3 separate regions of the Mus musculus genome follow, and all the other regions are linked to region 1. Evidence: chromatin contacts called from public HiCAR-type and HiChIP or PLAC-seq data. All regions are on one chromosome and are shown on one strand. The core of a region is the stretch at or near the end of the contact, and the rest is flanking DNA. Distances in the headings are between cores, read along the strand shown. Region 1 has its middle 21 kb from the start of Gm33489. Region 2 overlaps Jarid2 (jumonji, AT rich interactive domain 2). Region 3 has its middle 25 kb from the start of Jarid2.

The links. HiCAR-type assays count read pairs that join an accessible place to other places. HiChIP or PLAC-seq counts read pairs in DNA pulled down with a chosen protein or histone mark.
Region 2: an H3K27ac HiChIP or PLAC-seq map of large pre-B cells shows a contact between it and region 1, with 4 times the contacts expected there. The contact joins two enhancer-like sites. A contact is called at or near these places in 1 of 484 Hi-C or Micro-C datasets (bone marrow-derived macrophages) and 4 of 115 datasets of contacts at active chromatin or transcription factors (embryonic basal ganglia, embryonic forebrain, kidney and 1 more).
Region 3: a contact with region 1 is called in a HiCAR-type map of kidney, with 4 times the contacts expected there. The contact joins two enhancer-like sites. A contact is called at or near these places in 1 of 484 Hi-C or Micro-C datasets (bone marrow-derived macrophages) and 2 of 115 datasets of contacts at active chromatin or transcription factors (embryonic basal ganglia and kidney).

What each region holds. Positions count from the first base shown.
Region 1 is chr13:44,064,614-44,067,206 of GRCm38.p6, forward strand. No RefSeq gene overlaps it. Among named protein-coding and RNA genes, the nearest start is that of Gm33489, 21 kb to the left of the region's middle. Within about 2 kb of position 1,283, at least 80 of the 459 cell types and tissues checked have an H3K27ac peak or open chromatin away from gene starts, as enhancers often do. A contact at or near this core is called in kidney, where this site is marked.
Region 2 is chr13:44,779,433-44,782,025 of GRCm38.p6, forward strand. The region is part of intron 1 of Jarid2 (jumonji, AT rich interactive domain 2); the gene reads left to right. Among named protein-coding and RNA genes, the nearest start is that of Jarid2, 49 kb to the left of the region's middle. Within about 2 kb of position 1,294, at least 7 of the 459 cell types and tissues checked have an H3K27ac peak or open chromatin away from gene starts, as enhancers often do.
Region 3 is chr13:44,705,079-44,707,671 of GRCm38.p6, forward strand. No RefSeq gene overlaps it. Among named protein-coding and RNA genes, the nearest start is that of Jarid2, 25 kb to the right of the region's middle. Within about 2 kb of position 1,278, at least 36 of the 459 cell types and tissues checked have an H3K27ac peak or open chromatin away from gene starts, as enhancers often do. A contact at or near this core is called in kidney, where this site is marked.

The DNA.
Region 1 (2,593 bases), core at 33-2,532:
TGTCTCTCTCTCTTTGTCTCTGTCTCTCTCTGTCTCTCTCTGTCACACACACACACACACACACACACACACACACACACACACATTTCCAAAACCGACATTTGCTTTGAAGGTTGGCCTATACCTAGGCCAAACATAAAGAAGTGTCTAGAAACCAGCACCCCCTTCTCTGCAGCCCCTGTCAAGCTCTTTCTGGGTTCAACCATAGCTCAGGAACAGACATTACCTCATGTCTCAGCACCCCATCTCTGGGCAGGCTCCCCCTTGCCCTCTCTCTATGCTCTTCTCAGGGAGAGAAGAAGGGGTGCCATGTTGGCATGCTGAGAGGAGTGACTTTTTTTTTACTCAAAGGCAGAAAAAAATTACATTTAGTTGAAGGGTAAAGACAAAGTCAAGAAGATGCGTGTGAGCCCATTTCTTGCTTCTTTCTTCAGACGAAGCTTTGCCTTTCTTTTCTAGCTTTGGATGAATGAAGTTGTCACAGTCAGGTCGCTTTCAATAGGGTCTCAGAAAAAACGCCTTTGCCACCCTAACTAACCTCATTTGGCCAGGGCACACATTTAGACGTCTTTCTCCAATTTCTTTATTCTACACATATCTTCCCCTAAATATTCCCATTCTTGCCTCCCGGTGGTATGGACCATTCTTTATAAAGATTATGGCTTCTTAGCCCAGCTCTGTATTTGCCCCCAATCTCTTACTGCCACAGAGCAATGGTACATGTGAAGGGGACAAGAGACAGCTAAGACCTGGTAGACCTGTTATAGGAAGAGAACTTTGGCGGAAACAAATTGCTGTTTAGTTAAATGTAAGTTGCTTCCTAGAGTTCACCTGCTATATATACATGTTTAAAAGAAAATACTCTTTTTTTTCTCTCTTAATGAATTATGCTGCCACCCCTAAAATTGTCTTTGACAGGTGACAGTTGGCCAGTTTCTTTTCCTTCGCTGCCTAGCATCACAGGGTGAAATGTCTTCATCACCTGGAAGCTGTGTGCCAGTGTGGCCAGGTCACAGGCTTCCTTGGTTTTCCACTGTAACTATTGCAACCGTCCCGCATTCTGGTTCCTAAGACCTTCTTCAGGAAACCACACCAGTGACCTTCAGAAGGCCAGAACTCTTCACCCTGAATGTTTGAGCCTTCCCTCTCTCTTAACGCCTGGCTTTCTGCCAGCTGAAAGCAGAAGGCCGTTAGAGATTCTAATCTCCCGGTACAAAGTCTCTTTGGCATCGACAGTCAGATGTCACCTGGGGTCACCGTGGCCTATTTGAGGTGCAGAGTTCTGGGTAGTTTCAGTTGTGCTTGCAGCCGATTCAGAGAGCAAAAGCCGAAGTCTAACAGGAAGGTTGGTTGTCTGAAGTGTGCTAAAAATACTTTGACGTTTGTTGCTTGTGAATGGTTATTTTTAGTCTGAGGAAGTGGATTTAACATAGACCCGGGGGCCCGGTCGTGGCTGACAGAACCAGTGAGGTGTGCACCTGGATAAAGCCGTCCATTTCTGTCTGTCTGCTCCACACTTCTTCCTATGTATGCCCTGGACATGGAGGAGGACGAGACAAAACTGATTCCAGGTCTCTGTCTGCAGCGGGACCTCTCTCTTCCTCTCTGAAGCTGCTGGCCGATGAGAGGCAGGCCAGATCCAGAAGTCAACAGCTGGGCTTCAGACCCCACGAGGCACTGTCCCCTCTGCTAGAGAATACAGTCTGTGGCTTTTGAAGCCTCTGCCCTGTAGTGCTGGGCTCAGTAGAGTCTAGGTGGTTGGTTGCTAACAACTGTCACCTAATTGTCACATGAGCAGGATAACCAGACTCCTGTCCTCTAGAAGGTTCCTGCCTCATTGCAGCCTCTCCAAACTGAAGAATGAGCAGGGAGTTGGGGTACAGGTTGGTTCTTTGGCTTCTCATTCCTTGTAGGTTGACTGAGCAGTAGGGGAGGAATGGCCGTATACTGAATACCCTCCTGGTATGTCCCACTTCTATGCTATCAAGCAAGGTTAGTTACTGAAGCAAGTTAAGGTAAAGAAGCAAGAGGCGAAACCCAGAGGATCTCAAGTGGACCCTAACTGTTGTACCAATGGCAGGGGCTAAGGAATGGCAGATTAGGAGTGGCCACTTGGATCCCACTGTACCTGGGACTGCAGACTGTCTTAGCAGAGCTCTCTCACGGATATTGTGATGAACCAGCTAAGGGTTACTGCATCGTTCTTAGTCCGCTTGTGCTGTTCTAGCAAAATGTCACAGATCAGGTGGCTTAAACAGCAGGCATTCATTTCTTACAGTTCTAGGGGCTCAGAAATCCACGACCAAATGCCATTCAACTGCAGATCCTGGTCACACTCCCTGGCTGCCTTCTGGCTGTGTCTTCACATGTCCCTTTCTCTCTTCCTCTGAAGGGACAGAGACCTCTGCTGTCCCCTTCTCTTCTTGTAAGACCAACAGCCCTACTAGATTGGGGCCCACCCTTGTGACCTTATTTAATTTGAATTCCATCCTAAAGATCTCACATCCAAATAGTCACCGTGGAGACTGAGACATCTACACACAGACTTAAGGAATGGGGGACACACTCTGGCCATAGCTCCTGCAGCCAGGGA
Region 2 (2,593 bases), core at 44-2,543, 710 kb after region 1:
AATGACTGTTGATGTGATGAATCATTTTAAAAACAGAAGACCTTAAGTCTAAGGTAATGTTTCATTGGCATCATTTGTGCTTAGAGGAATTGATTGTGTTTTTTTAATGCAGTGGGAACATGGAGCTAGATGCTTTTTATTTTGAGAAAACTGGAGCTGTATTCAGAAAAGCATGCCACAAATGACAAAATCCTGTGTTTAATTATCATTTTGCCTTTTTTTTTTGGTTTGTTATCATTTTGTGAGGAATGAATGTGCTGGATGCTTGGCTATAGTCAGTGCTTTTCTAAGGTTTAACTTGAAGGCTGCTGCATATTGTGGAATTTTCCCCAGGGTTAAAATAGTAGTAGTTGAACACAAGTAAACTTTATGGTTGACTGACAGCCTGTGAATCTGTCCCAGTTTAATTCATGTCAACATTCTTCCCTCCTCAACATGAATAATAGTTGGAGCAGATCTAAGGTGGATATTGGGTAGTTGTTCAGGAACTAAACTCTGTTTAGTTAAATTTGACTGGAAGGACATGCATCAAGTGTATTTCATTGATATACAGTGTAAACAATGTGGGATGGGTTAAATTAATGGAACATATTTTCCGTGTAGTGATGTGCTAGTAGGATTATTGAATCTCATAATGTAGAGAGAAAGCAATGTAGAAAAAAGTATGTATACTCTAATTTTTTTGTGGTCTTCTAATTTGTAGCTCATGAAAGGACCAAAATAATTTTGGGGGCTAAGGTTGTACAAGTCCTTATAGTATGGCATTTAAGTAGCACACACAAGGCTCCTGGCTTCAATTCCTGACAATCTCCCCATTACATATATCTCTGTTTAGTAAATGTAGTGTATCTGAGAAATTTTATTGATTTCCTGTGCCGTGGGTTGAACATTGGTAGAAGGTGGGTTACTTCACTCTAGACTACATTTATAGGAGGGGCCCTGAATTTGTTTTTTGTGTTTTGTGGGTACAGTTTGGAGGAAAATGATATTCATTTGAGCCATACACATAAACTTGCCTATGGCACAGTTACTTGGAAGCAGGAGATGGATAAAGAAAGACAAGCTATGTCTTTATATTCAGGAGTGAGAAGAAGCCCAGAAGAGATTGGGAGGAGGGATGGTGTGGAAGAGATAAGGTGTATCCATCCATATTTGTTTCTAGCAAACTTGTATTACTTTGTTATTTAGAAAATAGTATTTAACATCTTCTCAAAGCTGGCAGCCAGGGAGCAGTGAGTTTGCCTTCTTATCTCTGCTCCCTAGGGACTGTGGGTTTATAATGAGATTAAGTCTAGAGAGACTTTCCCAGGTTGACTTCCTGGCTGGCAACTCAGAAGAACTCTAGATAGCTTATTTAATTTCTAGCGGTGCTGCTCATATGCCTTTGTCCTGCTATAGATTGGAGCAGTGGTTCTCAACCTTCCCTGAGTTCAAGTTATGGTGACTTCCCAACCACAAAATGATTTTGTTGCTGTTTCATAACTAATTTTTGTTACTGTTGTTGTGAGTTATAATGTAAATATCTGGTGTGCAGTTGGTCTTAGGGCCACCCCTGTGGAAGGGTTGCTTGACCACCAAAAGGCCTACAAGTTGAGAACTGATGTTTTGGAACAACACGTGCATCTGATCAATGTAAAAATACAAGAATATTAGTCTCTCCCCCCCACCACCCAACTCATAAACTGGCATAAAAATCTGTAAAATCCTCCTTGCTGAAGCCACCGTGCAGAAGAAAATTAAGCAATGGTGATATGGTGTTCTTTTACAAAGGATTAGTTATATGAGAAATAATATCTGTTGAACTTAGCATTAACTGATTGCCTTCTTCCAGTCAAAACAGAAACAATAATTTAAAGAGCACTAGGTGAGTCAAGATGTGGTCATAAGCTGGCATAGTTGCTACAGCTGCTTTTGATTCTTGTCTGTCCTTTCTGCTTCACTCTGCATGTCCTGAACTAGTTTGGAGAGAAAGGGGTCTTTACCCTTGTTACGTGGTTTTTACAAAGTGTAGACATGGGAAGGGTGAAGCCTATTTAGTTCTTACAGGAAATGGAATTTTCATCTTAAATCTCACCCTTGCCTTCAGGGTACTTGTGCCCCAGTTCTGGAAGATGAGATGTAGTTCAAATTATTTTCTTAAAATGAATATTAGATGCTAAAGATTTCAGGATGGTTTTAAAATAGCTTCAGTATAGGAAGGGAGCTGATTTTTCCCATATTTGTATCACTCTTCAGGATTTTCTCACCTGAAGTGTGGGTTTTGGCACTGACTCGTTCAATTTGGTATGATCAGTTTCCAGGGAAATCAGTTCGCTGAAATGGTTACAAATTTCAATTATCTTTGTATACACATAATTAAATTACACTTACTTTTACTTGGTGAGCATGTGAGAGGTATGGTAGGGGAGAGACGAGTCAGAACAACTGTATGAGTTGTTTTTCTCTGTGGATCTCAGAGGACTCAGGCTTGGCACAGGCACTTTACCCACTGAGCCATCTTGCCAATTAATGTGCTCTCTCTTATTTAAAAAAAAGTTGTAAATCTGCTTAGGTTTAAAAAATCATTTACTGAAGTCTTTATAAATGTATTTCA
Region 3 (2,593 bases), core at 28-2,527, 640 kb after region 1:
GTACTTAGATATAATAATAAATAAATCTTTAAAAAATGTAAAAACACATACCGTGAATTTCAAAGCATGGGAAGGGAAAGAAATATTCCTTGCTCAGAAAAAGACAGATGCAGGAAAAGGAAATGTGGGGGTGGGGCGAGATCGAGTCAGCAATTTCTCCTACCACTGACTGTGGCCTCCTACTCTTCCTTTTGGTTTGAGAACTTGAGTCTTCGTCCCCACAAGTGCTAATGAGGCCTATTCTTTCGAGGGAGTCAGGCTCCGCCTGGCTCCTTTCCTAACCGGGAGCGGTGGATTGTTAAATCTAATAAGCATATGCACATTTGTCCCAAGAACAAATAGCTGTGACCTGCAAGGAAAATAAAATATTAAGTGCTTAACATCTTACTATAAAGAGCTGTGTAACGTCAACTCTGGTGGGATTCGATAGTCTATCGCTTGATTCCCTTTCAACTCTTTGCCCTTGGAGAATTTTGTTTGGCTTCTTCCTCTCCATCACCCACCCCGCTAAAAGGGACCTTAGAGGAGGATCCCGAAACCAACCTCCTTTCTCTCTTTAATCACCGCTATCCAAATGGTAAGTGCCTTTATTTGCATTTGAAGGAAAAATTCAAAGAATTGTATTGGAATGAGGAAGTCCCAAACATCCTGACCTTACAAAGGCCAAGGAAGGCAAAGTCCAGGGACCACAGACTGAAAAACAAGGCAAAAGTGAATATGGGAAAACAAACAAGCCAAACAACAACAACCAATGGCCGGCCGGCTGCTCAGTCTTCCTGTCTGGCTTGACCTTTTGGAAAGTGGAGACTAGGTGTCAAGTGGCCTCCAGTCTCCACTTCCCATGTGCTAAGATCACCTGTGTGCGCGCCTTTTGGAGTCTCCTTGTAGCCGGCCGGCTAACCTTACAGCCACCAAGTCTGGTTTTTAGAGTAACAGTGCTCCCCCCCCCCCATCCCCGTCCCCAAATCCAAAACATTTCCCTCCACAGCCTCGGAAAGGCTGGATGACTGGTGAACACTCCACTGCCCCACTCACAGCTCACAAATAATTTCTTGGTCCCTTCTGTCTGCTGATTGTAGGAGAATATGCAAGACACTAGAGGACGAACCAATAATCCGGCAAGGAAGCAGATGCACAGGATACTATAATAGAGCGCCTGAATCTTAGAATGAGCCTGACATGTACATTGCAGAAACTAGCTGGTTTCAGAATGGATTGGGCCTGGAGGTGGTGGAGTATAAGCTTTTAATCTCATTTCTCTGGAGCCAGAGACAGGCTGATACCAAGGAGTTTGAGGCTGGCCTCATCTACATAGCCAGTTCCAGGCCAGGGTAACCAAGAGAGACCTGGGGGTGGGGTGGAGGGTGGGGAAGGAGGGAGGAAGAAACCTCAGATGGGATTGAGGTAAAGTATGAATGGTCAAAACTGAGAGTAAGAGGTTAGAGGTGAGGGGGGTCTGGAAGGAGCTGGGGGGTCGGGAGTGAACATGATCAAAGTTTTAAAATTTGCAAAAAATAAAATTTAAAAAAAACACAAAAAAGAAGAGTGTCTGCTGGGGGAGGGGGTGTGCACACCTTTAATCCCACCCAGTACTTGAGAGGCAGAGGGAGTAGATTTTCTGTAAATTCAAGGCCAGCAAGGAGATTCTGTGAGATCCTGTCTCAAAAGGCACACGAGCTCGAGAGCGCGCGCGCACACACACACACTCACACACACACACACACACACACACACACACGTTTGGTTTTTTGTTTTTTGTTTTAAATACCAAGTTAATACCCACACAAAGAAAGTACAGACTGTACCACTGTGTAGCCAAGCAGAAACTCGGTGGCTGAAAGCATCAGCAGCCATTTATTGTTCATGATTATGCAATGGGGCAGGGACGGCTCTTCTTCCCCCCACGCAGGGTGAGTTAAGTGTCCTGACAGGAATGAGGGAGTCTGGGTTTAGGATATTCCTTAGTACCCCACTCACTTGTCTGGTGCCTTAGTGATTATAACTACTGTCTGGGGGGCGCTGGTTGGTTCTTCCCTCTCCTCATGTGACTTCGTATTAGGCAGTAAATCCACCAGAACTTGCACACAAAGAGGGAAACAGACACTGGATCTCTTACGGCCTGGACTTGGAGGTCCCAGAATGTCACTTCCACAGGTTCTGTGGATAAAAGCAAATTACAGGCCCAGGGTCAAAAGCAAGGCCCACAGACTGCACCTGTCTCCAGGGAGAGTCGCCTGCCCTGCCGCAGTCGCTTTGGCAGGCACACAAGCAGACAAGAGCAGTCTTTCTTCTCTGTAGAAAAGGGAAGGCAGCTGCTAGGCAGAAGCAAGGGTGCAGAAAGAACAGATTTGGAGGGCACTCCCATGGGACAGGCAAGAGCTGAAGGTCTAGGCTATCGGAAGGACAGGGTGGTGTGGTAAATGAGAACATTCCAGAATGTTCTACCTGGTTCCTGGTTTACTGTTGGCATTCAGAAAAGAATGATAGTGGGACTGGGTGGAGGGACACATAACCTGAGATTCAGCACTTTGGAGGCCAATAAAAACAGACAGCAAGTTTGACGCTAACCTGGGCTGCACAGAGACCTTATGTC